Linked DNA regions of Mus musculus: region 1 is linked to region 2. The links are chromatin contacts, called in public promoter capture Hi-C maps. All regions are on one chromosome and are shown on one strand. The core of a region is the stretch at or near the end of the contact, and the rest is flanking DNA. Distances in the headings are between cores, read along the strand shown.

Region 1 (6,772 bases), core at 1,605-4,104, 740 kb before region 2:
TATTGTCATACTTAAGAAACCATTTACAAACCCAAGGCCATGAAGATTTATCCTTTTTGTTTTCAGAATTTTATAGGTTATTTTGCAGACCATAGAGATGCGTGCCTATAATCCCAGACCTCAGAAATCAGAAAGTCAATGTCCTACTCAGACACATATTGGGTTCACGAGCCAGCTTGGGCTAGATGAGACCTTGTCTCAAAAAAAAAAAAAAACTTTCAACCACAATAATTAAGAAAAAAATATTGTTTTAATTGTTTTAGTTCTTATGTTTGGTTTTTGATCCATCCATTTTGAGTTAATGTTTGTTAGTCTGCAAAGGTTTCCATAACAAAATACTGTAGGCTGGAAAAAGAAGTTGTTTTTTTCTTTCTTTCTTTCTTACAGTTTTAGAAGGCAGTCTAGCATCACGGTGATAGGTTAATTTCTGATTAGGGCTCTCTCCCTAGATCCCATATGTTTTCTTTCTTGCAGTGTCTTCGGGGCAGAGGGAAATTGAGACAGCTCTGGTATCTTCTTTTTTAAGGGTACCAATGCCATCGTATGGCCCTATCCTCATGACTAAACTTCCCTCTCTCCATAACCCCAGGAAGACTTATCTGTAAACGCCATCGCTTTGGAGTTATAGCCTTAATACATGGATTTGGGTGGAGGAAGAAACAGATATTCATTTCAACATCATGCTTGAATTTGCTTTGGGTTGTAGGTTTAATTTCATTATTCTTGCCATGTAGACAGCTAGCTGACTCAGTACCATCCCAAGAAGAAACTGTTCTTCCCCAAGCTGAGTAGATTTTGGCATGACAGCTGAAAATCAGTCTATTTGTTTGTGTTTTGATGCTAAATTTTCTTCTGTTCATCTATATGTTTAAGTTTGTGTCAATCATATTACACTCTTTCTGTTTACTATATCCTTACAATAAGTTTTAAAGTTGGCAAGTTTGAATACTTCAACTTTGTTCACCTTATTTCCTATTGCTTTGGTTTTTAGTGCCATCTTATAATTCTGAGTGATTTTACTCCTATTTTTGCAAAAACAGCTGTGTTGAAGAAAGAGGAGTGGTTCTGTAGGTTGTTTTGGGAATATTGCCTTTTTGACAGCTCAAACTCTTCCAATCCATAAACACCAACACCAGATTATTTTTCCCCTAGTATTTCTTTAGTTTCAGTATACCTATCTCACAATCAATTTATTCCTAAGTGTTTTACTCTTCTATTTTACTTTTTATATTTAAGGATTCCTCTTCATTTTTATTTTTATTTTTTAATGTGTAATAGGTGACTTTGTCTGCATGAGTATCTATGCATCACATGTGCAGTGCCTGCGGAGGCCTGAAGAGGGTATTAGATGCCCTAGGACTAGAGGTATATATGATTGTGAACCAGTATGCAAATGTTGGGAATCAAACCTGGATCCTCTGGAAGAGCAGTAGGTGCACTGAACTGGTGTGCAATTGTTTTGGTGTCTAGTATTTTACTATTTCTGATGCTACTAGAAGTAGGGTAGGTTTGTAGTTACTGTATGTGTACTATAGGGCACCCATGCATTTATTGTTTATGTACACACAGATATGACACAAATACACACACACACACACACACACCAAATATTGCACATAAAATATGCTTGTAGCTGTTGATGAGAGTTGTCAGTAAAAAGTTTTCTGACTACCATGACATTTACAGTGTTAAGAATTTATATAGATGAATGGTTAGAAACATCTCTACTCTGCATTTCCTTCCTTTAATATTTTAAGAGAATATTTTTTCTGAAGTTACTTGTGGCCATCTTTGTTCACCCAGGCTTTGGGAAGTGGTAAATACAAAGAGAAAAATCTTAGAATCTGGATTCAGGCTCTAGTGGTGAACTTCCTGCTTTAGGTAAGTGTCTCTTACCTATGGAGGTCACTGTGTTATTGTAAGCTTGAGATTTGCTAAATGGGAAAACCAAAATCTGCTTCACAGAGTTCTGAGAATTAAATGATGCATCTCCCATGAGCGTTCTTTATACTAAGATATGAAGGTACACAGTCTGGGTGATCCATGAAAGCATTCACCACATTCCCTTCATTCCTCAAGAAGGAACACAGGATTTTGAAAGATTTATCTATTGTGTTTATTCTACGAACTCATACTCTCAGTACAATTCAATATTAGGAACGATAGTAAATGTGCAAAATACTTGTGTTGTACATGGACATATATTGTTTTTTACGTGATAAATGAGGAGTCAGTGTTCCTACTTTTTGGCAGTGGCATACAGAAGAGCTAACTGATTTAAATAGAGACCATGGTAGCCAATCATGGCTCCTTTCTTAGGACAATCATAGACAAAGACCATTACAATATATTTTTTCCAATGAAAGTAAATGATGTGGATACATTTTCCTATAAACACACAGTTAATGGGAACACCAGAAGCTGCTCATAATCTTGATATTTGTGAGTGGTTCTTAGTTAGGTGAACAGCAGGGGAAGAGGGTATAGGTAGCTTTGGGGATAGCATTTGAAATGTAAATGAAGAAAATATCTAATAAAAAACAGAAAAAAAATTTCTACCTGAACATTTTAGTGATGGATGTTTTTCTTGGTTACTTAACATCCCTTCAGCATCCTTCAGGCTTAGGATGCTAAATTCAAAATAAGGCTCTCGTTTTATGTCTGTTTTATAGATACATAACTTTTTAAATAGTTCTGATACAATGTGAGACTTTGATTTCTCCAAAAAAAAAGTAGAAAAGAAAATACGTTTGAAAATATCATGTGTGATTGAGGTAAGCTGATCCAATAAGACGTCTCAGACACGGTTCAGAGGGTGCAAATGCATTCCAGATGACACGTGAGTCTCACTAAGTAGAAATGTCCGAGGAGCTTTAACAGATGGTTAGTAAAGCAGATCTTTTGGAGGAGCCCAAGCCCCAGGTATTAGTGAGCCTGTTTGATCAGAGGAATTGGAAATGGCTTAAAGAATGCTGTGCCTGGAAGAAATAGCATGATCCAAGAAGAACATTTGAAAGAAATTAAGTTTTTTTTTCCCCTAAGCTTATTTGTCTTGTGTAGAAGTCCCATTGACAATCTACTCCTGGCCAAAGCATCCCATTAGAATGTAGATGGAGAAGATTTCTTTATTGATGGGGATTTGTAAACAAATAGGATGAATGTAATGAACTTAAAGGGTGTTAGCAAAAATTACATGTGTATCCTTGTCTATGGATTTGAGAAGGGAAGTAGAAAGGATAAAAGAGTTCGGTTCTTCCCTTGGGTGTTAGGTATTGTTTTGAGTATAGAAGTAGTGTTGGCATCTCCATGCCTTAGTCTCCTTTGTGAAATCCTTCTCCCAGACTGTAAGACAGCTCCTTGTGAGCAAGACATCTCTCCACCTTTAAAATGAAAACAATGAGTTGTATTTCTCTTTCTGAATAAGAACACATGAACGTTATGTTAGGTTTTTTGATTTATTAGCAAGGGCTGACAATGATTCATATCTGCTAGGGACTGAGTCTGGGAAGAGAAATGAGAATTAAAAAAATGTTTAGAGAAACCAAAGATCTGAAAGAATATTGATTGGATTTATATCGTAGGAGTAATCATCGGGGTCTATAAAATTGATTTCTAGGGATTGGCAGTGAGTCGGTTTAGAGCTTATTTTTCACCAGAGAACATTTTGGAGGTATATTAATCAGAGTCAAAAGGGTGTGCTCCGTTAACAAGCCCAATATCTCAGTGACTGAGGCACATCATTTTGTTTCTTGAGCCTGCTTTGTACTTAAGAGCCAAGTCTGAAGAAGGCTTCAGCATTTTTCCAGCTGAGGAACATTCGGGTATGCAACCTTGGCTGCCATAAAGGAAGAAGAGAGAGTTTAGGGTCTTGTCTTGACAAAGACTTCTGTGCAGGTCAATCTATTCAAATCTTTTGAATATGGAGTCAAATTACCTACTCTATCTTCCAGGGGATGGGGAATATATCCTGTGTTGTAAGAAAGGGGCAAAAAGATCCCAACACAAACTCTACTGCAAGAAAGCAGATAATAATAAAAGATGAGAAGAGGAAAACATTTATCATAAGGCGAAGGACCTTGGAATATTTTCCAGTCCACCTTAGGATAAGATACAATCTAGTTGCCCTGTTTGATAGTGCACATGACCTTTGGCTTCTGTGTGCTTATATGACTTCACTTTTTCTTGCTCTTGACAAGTTTCTTCACCTTTTGGATATTTTCTGTTCTTAGTGTGAACCAAGCTTGTACTTCCTCAGACGATCTTGCATTTACTGTTCATTGTGCCTGGGATGCTCGCCTTCTCCTCAAACATGTGCCTGCAACTCACACAGTATTTCATGTGCCTTCTACTCACACAGTATTTGGCCATAATCTTAGAGACAACTTACTCAACTCATCAGTCCAAATAAGCCACAGTTCCTAGCTATTTCCTACCTATGTAGCTGTTGCATTTAAGTTTTCCCTCTCTGCTCCTTCCTTCCTCCTCTCCCTCCATTCCTTTTCTTATCTTGTGGAGTTTGGGGCCTTGCTTATCTAGAAATATGCTCTACCATATCTTCCGTTTTTAGGCTAGAATGTGCAATCATATAATATTTCCATATTTATTTGTCTCTTTCCGAGTTGTTTTTCTTCACTGCACTATGCTCATTTGACTAAGGATTTTGGTTATCTACTTCACCAGTGTATCCCCAGGATGCAGGAAGCATCTAAGAAATGTTCGTTCAATAAATGAACTCAGAAAGGGCTGACCAGAGTGCTATGGAGGCTATAACCACCAAAATGCCCTCATGGATGTAAAAAACAGGTACTTTCAACATTAACAACCATACCAAGGAAAGATCTCCAAGACCAATCATAAGAAAGACCTTGGGTACTCATACAAAACTGCAAAAGATCAATTAACTTAGGCAGTATGGTAACTTTAAGTTCAATGAGTAACTTATGTGTCTACAAATGTAATATTGGCACCTTGTCCACCCTTGAGAATTATGGCTAGCTACTGATGTGGACCCTAGCATCCTAAGCTTCTTGTATTTCCTCTCATCGAATCCATGCTAGCCTTATGTGACCAATGGAATATGGCAGAGATGACTCTAAGATCTTAGATAACTTGCTCTGGAGGAATCTAGCTCTGATGGTTTGAGCATATTGAAGTAGGCTTGTGTAGACATTCATATAAAGCAGAATTGTGATGCCAGGCAAAGGCCAGCACTGTTTAGCCACTAGAGTGAGCAAGTTAACTTTTGGGAAAACTTCCAGTGCTCAGAAGCCTCCTGAAAGAACCTAAGTTTATATGGCTCGATTAAGCAGAGTTATAGAACCTGCAAGAACTAAGAAATGGTTATAGTTTTAAGTCAGTAACATTTGGAATTATTTGCAATACAAGCAGACTAACTAAAGCATTGAGATTTCTTTAAATTATCAAAGGTTTTCTATTCTCAGGGATGCTCATTCTCTTTTAGAGTGGAAGAAAAATATATCGGGGGAGGAGAGAAAGAAAAATGTTTTGGTCCCAGCCAGTCAGGTGAAGCAAACCACCATACCTGCCATGGGGTAGCAGATATTTGAGACATAGGACCATCGTATACACCTGCCTTGCAAAGCAACGGGGGAGCATTGTAAACATGATTGGATAGCTCAGTAAAACAATGCCAAATTGCACATTAGCTGATGTAGCTACACAAACAACTAACTGCTGAATTTTCTGTTTTAGAATAGATCATATAGTTAATGTGTAGGGTGTAAGAAGGCTTAAAATGTAAAGCTACAAGACATACGTTAGACAGTTTTTTTTCTGGGCCAAAAGACAAGATGCATGTTTAATAGATTTCTTTCAAAATTACATATTCTCAAAAGTATAATCTGGAATATGTTCTGCTAACCTTCAGGGACCTGTGACAGAAGCAGTGATACATAATGTTTCTAAACTGGCATTTCAATGGTTTTTCTTGAAAAGTTGACCTGTTGTGCATGTGGGCAGATGCCTGACCTTTGACTTTCCCATGAAGTAATCGGGTTCATAAACTACTGTTAGACTATAAGCCTTCAAGGAAGTAAAGGTGTGTGTTCATGTGCTTGAAGTTTTGGATCCTTCCCACTCTGATGCTTATCTTGGTGTATTTCTGAAAGCCTTTGGGATATCAGTATGAAGGAGGAGAGTCCTTGTTCTAGTTTGCTTTCTGTTTCTGTGATAAACACTTAGATAGAGCAACTGGGGCAGGAACGTCGTGATTCTTCGCCTTTTAGGTTATGCTTATAGCTGAGGAAAGCCAAGGCAGGCTCACAGAAGTTGGAAATGAAGGGGAGACCATGGAGAACACTGCACACTATCTTGTTCTTAGACTCACATTCAGCTACCCATATTATGCAGCCAAGGCTCACATGCATAGGGATGTTATTGCCCACAGTGGGCTGAGTCCTTCTACATCAATCATCATTTAATAAAATGCCTCCATAGACATGCCCACTGGCCAATTTGATGGAGGTGATTATTCACTGAAGTTCATTCTTTCCAGGTTTGTTTCAAATTAACAGTTGAAGCTAACTATGGCAGTCTTCCAGGATTCACTCTTTTTTATCTGAAGCTTCAGATATGGCTGGTTATTAAATGATCTAGTCTCTGGTCCCGTTTCCATAGAATCTGAAACAGATGTTGTCTCTACTTGCACTTTCAAGCCATTGCTTTTACTTCTGTGACATTTTAATGAAACCACACCCATACCTCCCTTTTTACACAGCAGTTCCTTTGACCTCTTCTGGGCACCTGCATGAAT
Region 2 (6,768 bases), core at 180-2,679:
CACCAAAGACCCCAGAGGGCCAAACTCATGACTTCATTCTTTTGCTTTGGCAGTTAGCTAAGTGAATCTCTCAGCCTATACCACAGACCTCCAAAGAGCAGAGCACTCGTCAGTATTTCTGAGCTCTATCTAATCCCCTTGGCTTCATTTCTTTAGTGGCCAGAAGTCAATAGGACTCTCTTCTTAATAATATCAGCAGCCCCTATGCTCAGTGTCTGTCTCAGTGTCTGCCTCCTGACAGTCTCAGGAAGTTCAAACTTCATTAGACATGGTTTATGATTCATTTTGCTTTGTTTTTCTACTTATATTACAATCACACAACTCTTAACTATTTGTATCACCCATCTGAGTGTGAACTCTACAGATTGTACTTACCATAAAGTCTTCTAGTCATGGAATAACACCTAACAAAGCGAGGCTAAGTAAGTATTTGTTAGATGAGTGAGCAGACTAAGACCTTTACTGCATAGGACTTTCCGTATCACCACAGGTTTCCTTGGTTTTCAGTAGCCCTTGAAATACAATAAAAAAGAAAGAAATTGGCAGAGGAAGAAAACGCTTTTTTAAAGTGAGAACGTGCGCTTGAAGGCGAGGCTATAAAGCCAGGATGCAAGGAGGGGTCCACAGAAGCACAGAATTACCAGGGCAGAGAACTTCAACATATTAAAACTGATCGAAGGCCAGTTGATTTTTTTTTTTACTGAAGCTCTTGCGACCTCTATTGGTAAAATCGAGAAATGCAGCGTCTGCAGCGAAGTGCCCTTTTAAAGTCCACTTTGGAATTAAGACTGTTTAAGGTTGCCGAGGACCTCTTTTCTCTTTTATTGTTCCTTTGACTGATTACAAGTCTTTATCTCTTTCGCTCCATCTGTCCGTATATCCCCAATTACTGTTAGTAAAGTCAAGTATTATCCCAGAAGTGAGGGCAATTACTGCATGCTTAGCATACTTGTTTTTCAGGTTAGTTCTTCTGTCAAGAAAACACTTCAGCTTCCTTAAGTCCTTCTAAGAGCAACTAACCTGGCATCTAAATAAACTGCAAAGTTGAGACGTAACACGTCTCCCCCTCCCCACGGCCCCCTGTAGCTTCAGTTCTTAAAATATACTCAATTCCAGGCAAACATCAACCCTTAGAATTCTGCCAATCTGACACCAGGTAAGTGTTCAGCTAATTAGAGGGGAGATGGGGCTTCAGTTTGAGTACTAGGAAAAGATTGGTTATTTGATTTAAAGAACAAAGGGTGTTACTATTGTGTAAGTGGGAGAAACAAACTATTGTGTTAAGGTGGGGAGAAAGGAGAAAAAAAAACCTCGTCCTAATAAAAATAAGAAAGGAAGAAAGCAGACTCAGACTCACTCCAGACACCGAGAAAATAAAAGACTAAGACCACTCCTTCTGCAACTTGGAACAAAGGGGAGTTAGTTGCCAGTAGACTCTGCCTCTCCCTGCGTGGCGCGCGGGGTTCAGCACTTCGGAAAGCACCCCCATCTTCTCGCACGGAGATTATGCAAGCTCTTCGGGGCTCTCAGCAGAGGTGGGTGCCAATGTAACTCATCAAACGCTGGCAACTCACTGGGGGTTGACAATATCGGACACACAGAAAACACCAACGGAGCTCCAGGAAGTGATGGCGTGAATCAGCCTTCAGGCAGTCAGAGCGAGACACAGATGTCCACGATCTGTTTTCCTCTAGAAGGAGAGAAACTCCTCCGGGCAACCTCAGAAGCCAACAAAGGTACTGGGAGAGCCGTGCTCCTGAGTAGGGGACTGCATCTAAGTGACAGCAGGAAAGCAGAGGGGTATGACTCAGTCTTAGAGTAGGTAGCTGGAGACTCAGTTCTCACCAGGAGGAACCTTGATCCCCAGCCACTTGCCTAGAACTATCCTCTCTTCTAAACCCACCAAGAACTGATGCTGAGTGCAGCCAACCCCTGCGCCCAAGGCGGTTCTGGGCGCCAACGCGGCTCAGCATCCAGTTTCCAGGAGCCCTTTTGAGCGTCTACATAGAAAGCTCAGGCACCTGCTTTGCGCGCCCGCCTGGGTACCACACCCGGAGCAAGCGCTGACTCTCGGTAGTCGGCTTGCAGAACGTGACTAAGGCGCACCTGAGCATGCAGGTGGCTTCTGCAACCCCCGCGGCCACCGTGAGGAAAGCAGCTGCGGGTGATGAGCTCTCAGAATTCTTCGCTCTGACCCCAGACTTGCTGGAAGTGGCCAACGCCAGCGGCAATGCGTCGCTGCAGCTTCAGGATCTGTGGTGGGAGCTGGGGCTAGAGTTGCCAGACGGTGCGGCGCCTGGGCATCCTCCGGGTGGCGGCGGGGCAGAGAGCACAGACACTGAGGCCAGGGTACGGATCCTCATCAGCGCGGTTTACTGGGTGGTTTGTGCCCTGGGACTGGCCGGCAACCTGCTGGTTCTCTACCTGATGAAGAGCAAGCAAGGCTGGCGCAAATCCTCCATCAACCTCTTTGTCACTAACCTGGCACTGACTGACTTTCAGTTCGTGCTCACTCTGCCCTTTTGGGCTGTGGAGAACGCACTAGACTTCAAGTGGCCCTTCGGCAAGGCCATGTGTAAGATCGTGTCCATGGTGACATCCATGAACATGTACGCCAGCGTCTTCTTCCTCACTGCTATGAGCGTGGCGCGCTACCACTCGGTGGCCTCGGCTCTCAAGAGCCATCGGACCCGAGGGCGTGGCCGTGGCGACTGCTGCGGCCAGAGCTTGAGGGAGAGCTGCTGTTTTTCAGCCAAGGTGCTGTGTGGGTTGATCTGGGCTTCGGCTGCGCTGGCCTCGCTGCCCAATGCCATTTTTTCCACCACCATCAGGGTGTTGGGTGAGGAGCTCTGCCTCATGCACTTTCCAGACAAGCTACTGGGCTGGGACAGGCAGTTCTGGCTGGGTTTGTACCACCTGCAGAAGGTGCTGCTGGGCTTCCTGCTGCCGCTGAGCATCATCAGTCTGTGTTACCTGTTGCTTGTGCGCTTCATCTCCGACCGTCGCGTAGTTGGGACAACAGATGCAGTAGGAGCAGCAGCAGCGCCTGGGGGAGGCCTGAGTACAGCCAGCGCTAGGAGACGCTCCAAGGTCACCAAGTCGGTGACCATCGTCGTCCTCTCCTTCTTCCTGTGTTGGCTGCCCAACCAGGCGCTTACCACCTGGAGCATCCTCATCAAGTTCAACGCCGTGCCCTTCAGCCAGGAGTACTTTCAGTGCCAAGTGTACGCGTTCCCAGTCAGCGTGTGCCTGGCGCACTCCAACAGCTGCCTCAACCCGATCCTCTACTGCTTAGTGCGCCGCGAGTTCCGCAAGGCGCTCAAGAACCTGCTGTGGCGGATAGCCTCGCCTTCGCTCACCAACATGCGCCCTTTCACCGCCACCACCAAGCCAGAACCTGAAGATCACGGGCTGCAGGCCCTGGCGCCGCTTAATGCTGCTGCCGAACCTGACCTGATCTACTATCCACCCGGTGTGGTGGTCTACAGCGGGGGTCGCTACGACCTGCTCCCTAGTAGCTCTGCCTACTGAGACCTGCCAAGGCTCAAGGTCTTTCAAGGAAAAGGAGAGGGAAGGGAGAACAGTTTGGAGGCTGAAGGGGTGAGAATGGAGAAATTCCTGGGAAAGGGATGTGGGGAAGAGCACTGTGACGGCGCCAGAGGAGGACTGTCCCTGCAGAAATCACATTAAGGAAGGAATACCTGGGACCAGATAGAGCAAGCAGCCTTGCCTCCTAGTTCCCACTCCATGCCTTCTATCCCAAGCCCCATTTCTGCACGTGCGCGCTGAACACTGGGACACCCAGAAGCTGGGGAAGGATCAGAGAAGCAGAGGGATTGAGTTGTGTAGGAGTTGGTGCTCATATAGCCTTTCCTAAGCTCTTTGACCTGGGAGTGTCCCAAGCAAGCATCTAACTTGCTGTAACCATCTGGGAAAGAATGAGAAGTTAAACCCCGGTATCCTTTATCACCCTCGACAGGGCTAATGTGCACGAGCTGAGACTGATCTCCTCCTCGCCATACCACGCATCTGAGCAGAGATGTCACCGGGAGTCTTTAGGCAGTGGCATGAGGTGCCAAAGAGAGCACTGTGATTAGAGGGTACGAAACAGAGAGACCCTGAAGGAACAGGGGGACTGCATAAGTGTCTCCGGAAGCCTAGTTATCCGGAATGTCTTGAGGGCAGTCTGGAGACCTGGCGCTCTGGTCTATTGTTGGAGGTGAACCAGCAAGCATCCGGAAAAGCTCTGCTGGGGGTGTGGGAACATTAGGAGCCCCCCCTCCTTACTCTTTGGGAACCGAGCTGACTGGGATGATAAACTGGATTGGCAGATAGAGAGATGGTTCAATGATGTTAGAAGCGCAGGAGATGCTGTCTAGTTGTTCTCTAGAAGCCGAAGATTGCTCTTTCAAAGTGGGAAGGAGGATTTAAGTCAAATCTCTCCTAAGGGGAAGATTTCTGTTCTCAAGGGCATCGCCAGAATCTTATGAGTAAAGGTATTGCTCCTGTAACTAACAAAAGAAGGTGAGAGTCAGAACTTGAGTAGACTACCCTAACCAAGTTCCAGGGGCTTGAATATTTTACTCATCTGAATATGCAGGACAGCTGCAGGGCTGTCTCTGCAGAGTGAGGCCACTCCTCGTGACAGCTCAGTTCTAGGAACAGTCTGAGATCTTAAGATCTTCTCAGAGTCTCTTCTTGAGACTGTTCTGAGGACAGAGATCAATATTAACCTCACCATTCCTCAATAATTGAGAAAATAATTGAGAATAATAATATTGATCATTCAGGATCAATAGAGAGACTACAGTTCTATTTGGCTTAGTCTGGGGTAAAGAGGCTGGTGAAGTAGGTACCTCCAATTGCAGTGTGGTCACTTTAATACCATAAGGGACCATTAGAGAAGCCTTGCTGCTCAAATGACCTTCTGAACTATGGGATTGGTTGATAATTTTGTCAAAATTGCACTGTTACATATGAGAGTTAAAGCTTGGGATATGGAGTCTACACGCCTGCCATCAAAGCCATGCTTTCTGCCATATAGTAGTTACACTCAGATACCTTCCCACAAAAAGCAAATAATAAATAAATAAATAAATAAATAAATAAATCAAAGCAAGTCCTGAGGTATTGTTTTAAAGTAGCAACATTAGTCCTCCCATTGCCCTATGGTGATATTGGTATTGGTATTGGCTAGCAACCAGAACAACAAAGGGTGGACTGTGAGCCCCTAATGCTCATAGTTGGATAGTTGTATGTCACTATGACAAAAGCTAAAAGTTATCTGGAAGGGGGAGATCTCAATTGAGAAAATACCTCCATAAAACCCAGCTGTAGGGCATTTTTTAAATTAGGGATTGACTGGAGAAGACCCAAGCAGGTGGGGGGGTTCCCCTGTCTAGTGGTCCTAGGTTCTATAGCAAAGCAAGCTGAGAAACCCATGGGGGAGCAAGCCAGTAAGCACCACTCTTCCATGGCTTCTACATCAGCTCCTACCTTCACGTTTCTTCCCTGTTCCCATTCTGGCTCCCTTCAGTGATGAACTATAATGTAGACGTGCAAGCCAAATAAGCCCTTTCTTCATGAACTTGCCTTTTGGCTCTAGTGTTTTGTCACAGGAAAAGAAACCCTAACTAGGACATGCTCCAATATACAAAATAAATAAAAGGGTCAACATAAGAGGAAACAGACAGTGCTATGTCTATGTGCAACATTGATTGGTATTAGACGATTCCTGGGAGATTAGTCAGTTACTATTCCAATTTTGACAAGTAACACTGTTTTTAGGCAGCTCAGAATCAGGACTTTTAAGAAGGGTTGCTGACATGTGTGCTTCTGTTATGAGTATTACAGAAAGATACTGCGCTGTGGTCAGATCTTCATGCAAAAGGGAATCACTTTGTCCAAATCCAAAAAAAGAATCCAAAGAACACCACGGGGGTGGGGGGAGAAAATAACTATGGATTCTGTCTACTCAAAGACAGAACAACAGGGGGTGGCGGGCAGCCCCTCTGTGAGCCTGTGGATAGGGTATAAGCCAGTCACAGTTAAGACTTTATAGTTAGGACAAACAGCCAGAGACTCAAGCAAGACAATGCAGAGAGCAATGATTTGGGTGTCATGGTGAGGCTACTCATGTAAACCCAGGAAAAAAACGGTTCTGCCGAGGGACCAGATCTTAGTCAAAGCAGTGTTTAGGATGGGCCGACGGAATATGGAGGCAGTTCTGGCAAAGATGCTGATGGCGGAGAGGGAAGGAGAAAGAGGTGGATTAGGGAAGCAGCAAGCCAGCAGTGTGCCTTCCCCTCACCCCTCAGGAGATCCCCGGATTTCTACTGAAAGTGTTTTCACCTCTACATTAATTTTATTTGTCTTAAGGCTAAACTTGTGTTAGTGGTTGTGGGTTTTGTTTTTGGTTTTGGTTTTACCAGAGTGAATTTCATTTACTATAGAAAATGCAAATTTGGGTTTCCATAAGCTGTTAAAGGTTTTTAAGAATTGAATTATGTCCGCTTATTCAACCTTTAATAGAATTGAATTCAATGGGTAAAGTATTTGTGTGCATGTGTGTGTGTGTGTGTGAGAGAGAGAGAGAGAGAGAGAGAGAGAGAGAGACAGAGAGAGAGACAGAGAGAGACAGAGAGAGACAGAGAGAGACAGAGAGACAGAGAGAGACAGAGAGATAAGAGAGACAGAGACAAGTCAGAGGGATAGAGATTGCTATAGCCCCTTACCTCAGCTCCGTACTCTACCAAATGCTGCAAAGCA

What was found. Promoter capture Hi-C pulls out the DNA fragments that hold promoters and counts their contacts.
Region 1: a promoter capture Hi-C map of second pharyngeal arch cranial neural crest shows a contact between it and region 2, with 2.4 times the contacts expected there. The contact joins the enhancer-like site here to the promoter of Rxfp3 in region 2. A contact is called at or near these places in 8 of 39 promoter capture datasets (3T3-L1-derived adipocytes, embryonic stem cells, frontonasal cranial neural crest and 4 more) and 1 of 9 other capture datasets (embryonic stem cells).

What each region holds. Positions count from the first base shown.
Region 1 is chr15:11,770,998-11,777,769 of GRCm38.p6, reverse strand. No RefSeq gene overlaps it. Among named protein-coding and RNA genes, the nearest start is that of Gm34501, 45 kb to the right of the region's middle. Within about 2 kb of position 2,854, at least 4 of the 459 cell types and tissues checked have an H3K27ac peak or open chromatin away from gene starts, as enhancers often do. A contact at or near this core is called in second pharyngeal arch cranial neural crest, where this site is marked.
Region 2 is chr15:11,032,629-11,039,396 of GRCm38.p6, reverse strand. Rxfp3 (relaxin family peptide receptor 3) reads left to right here and starts at 1,429. Exons shown (of 1, transcript NM_178717.3): 1 at 1,429-5,680. The coding sequence starts at 2,113. The coding sequence ends at 3,531.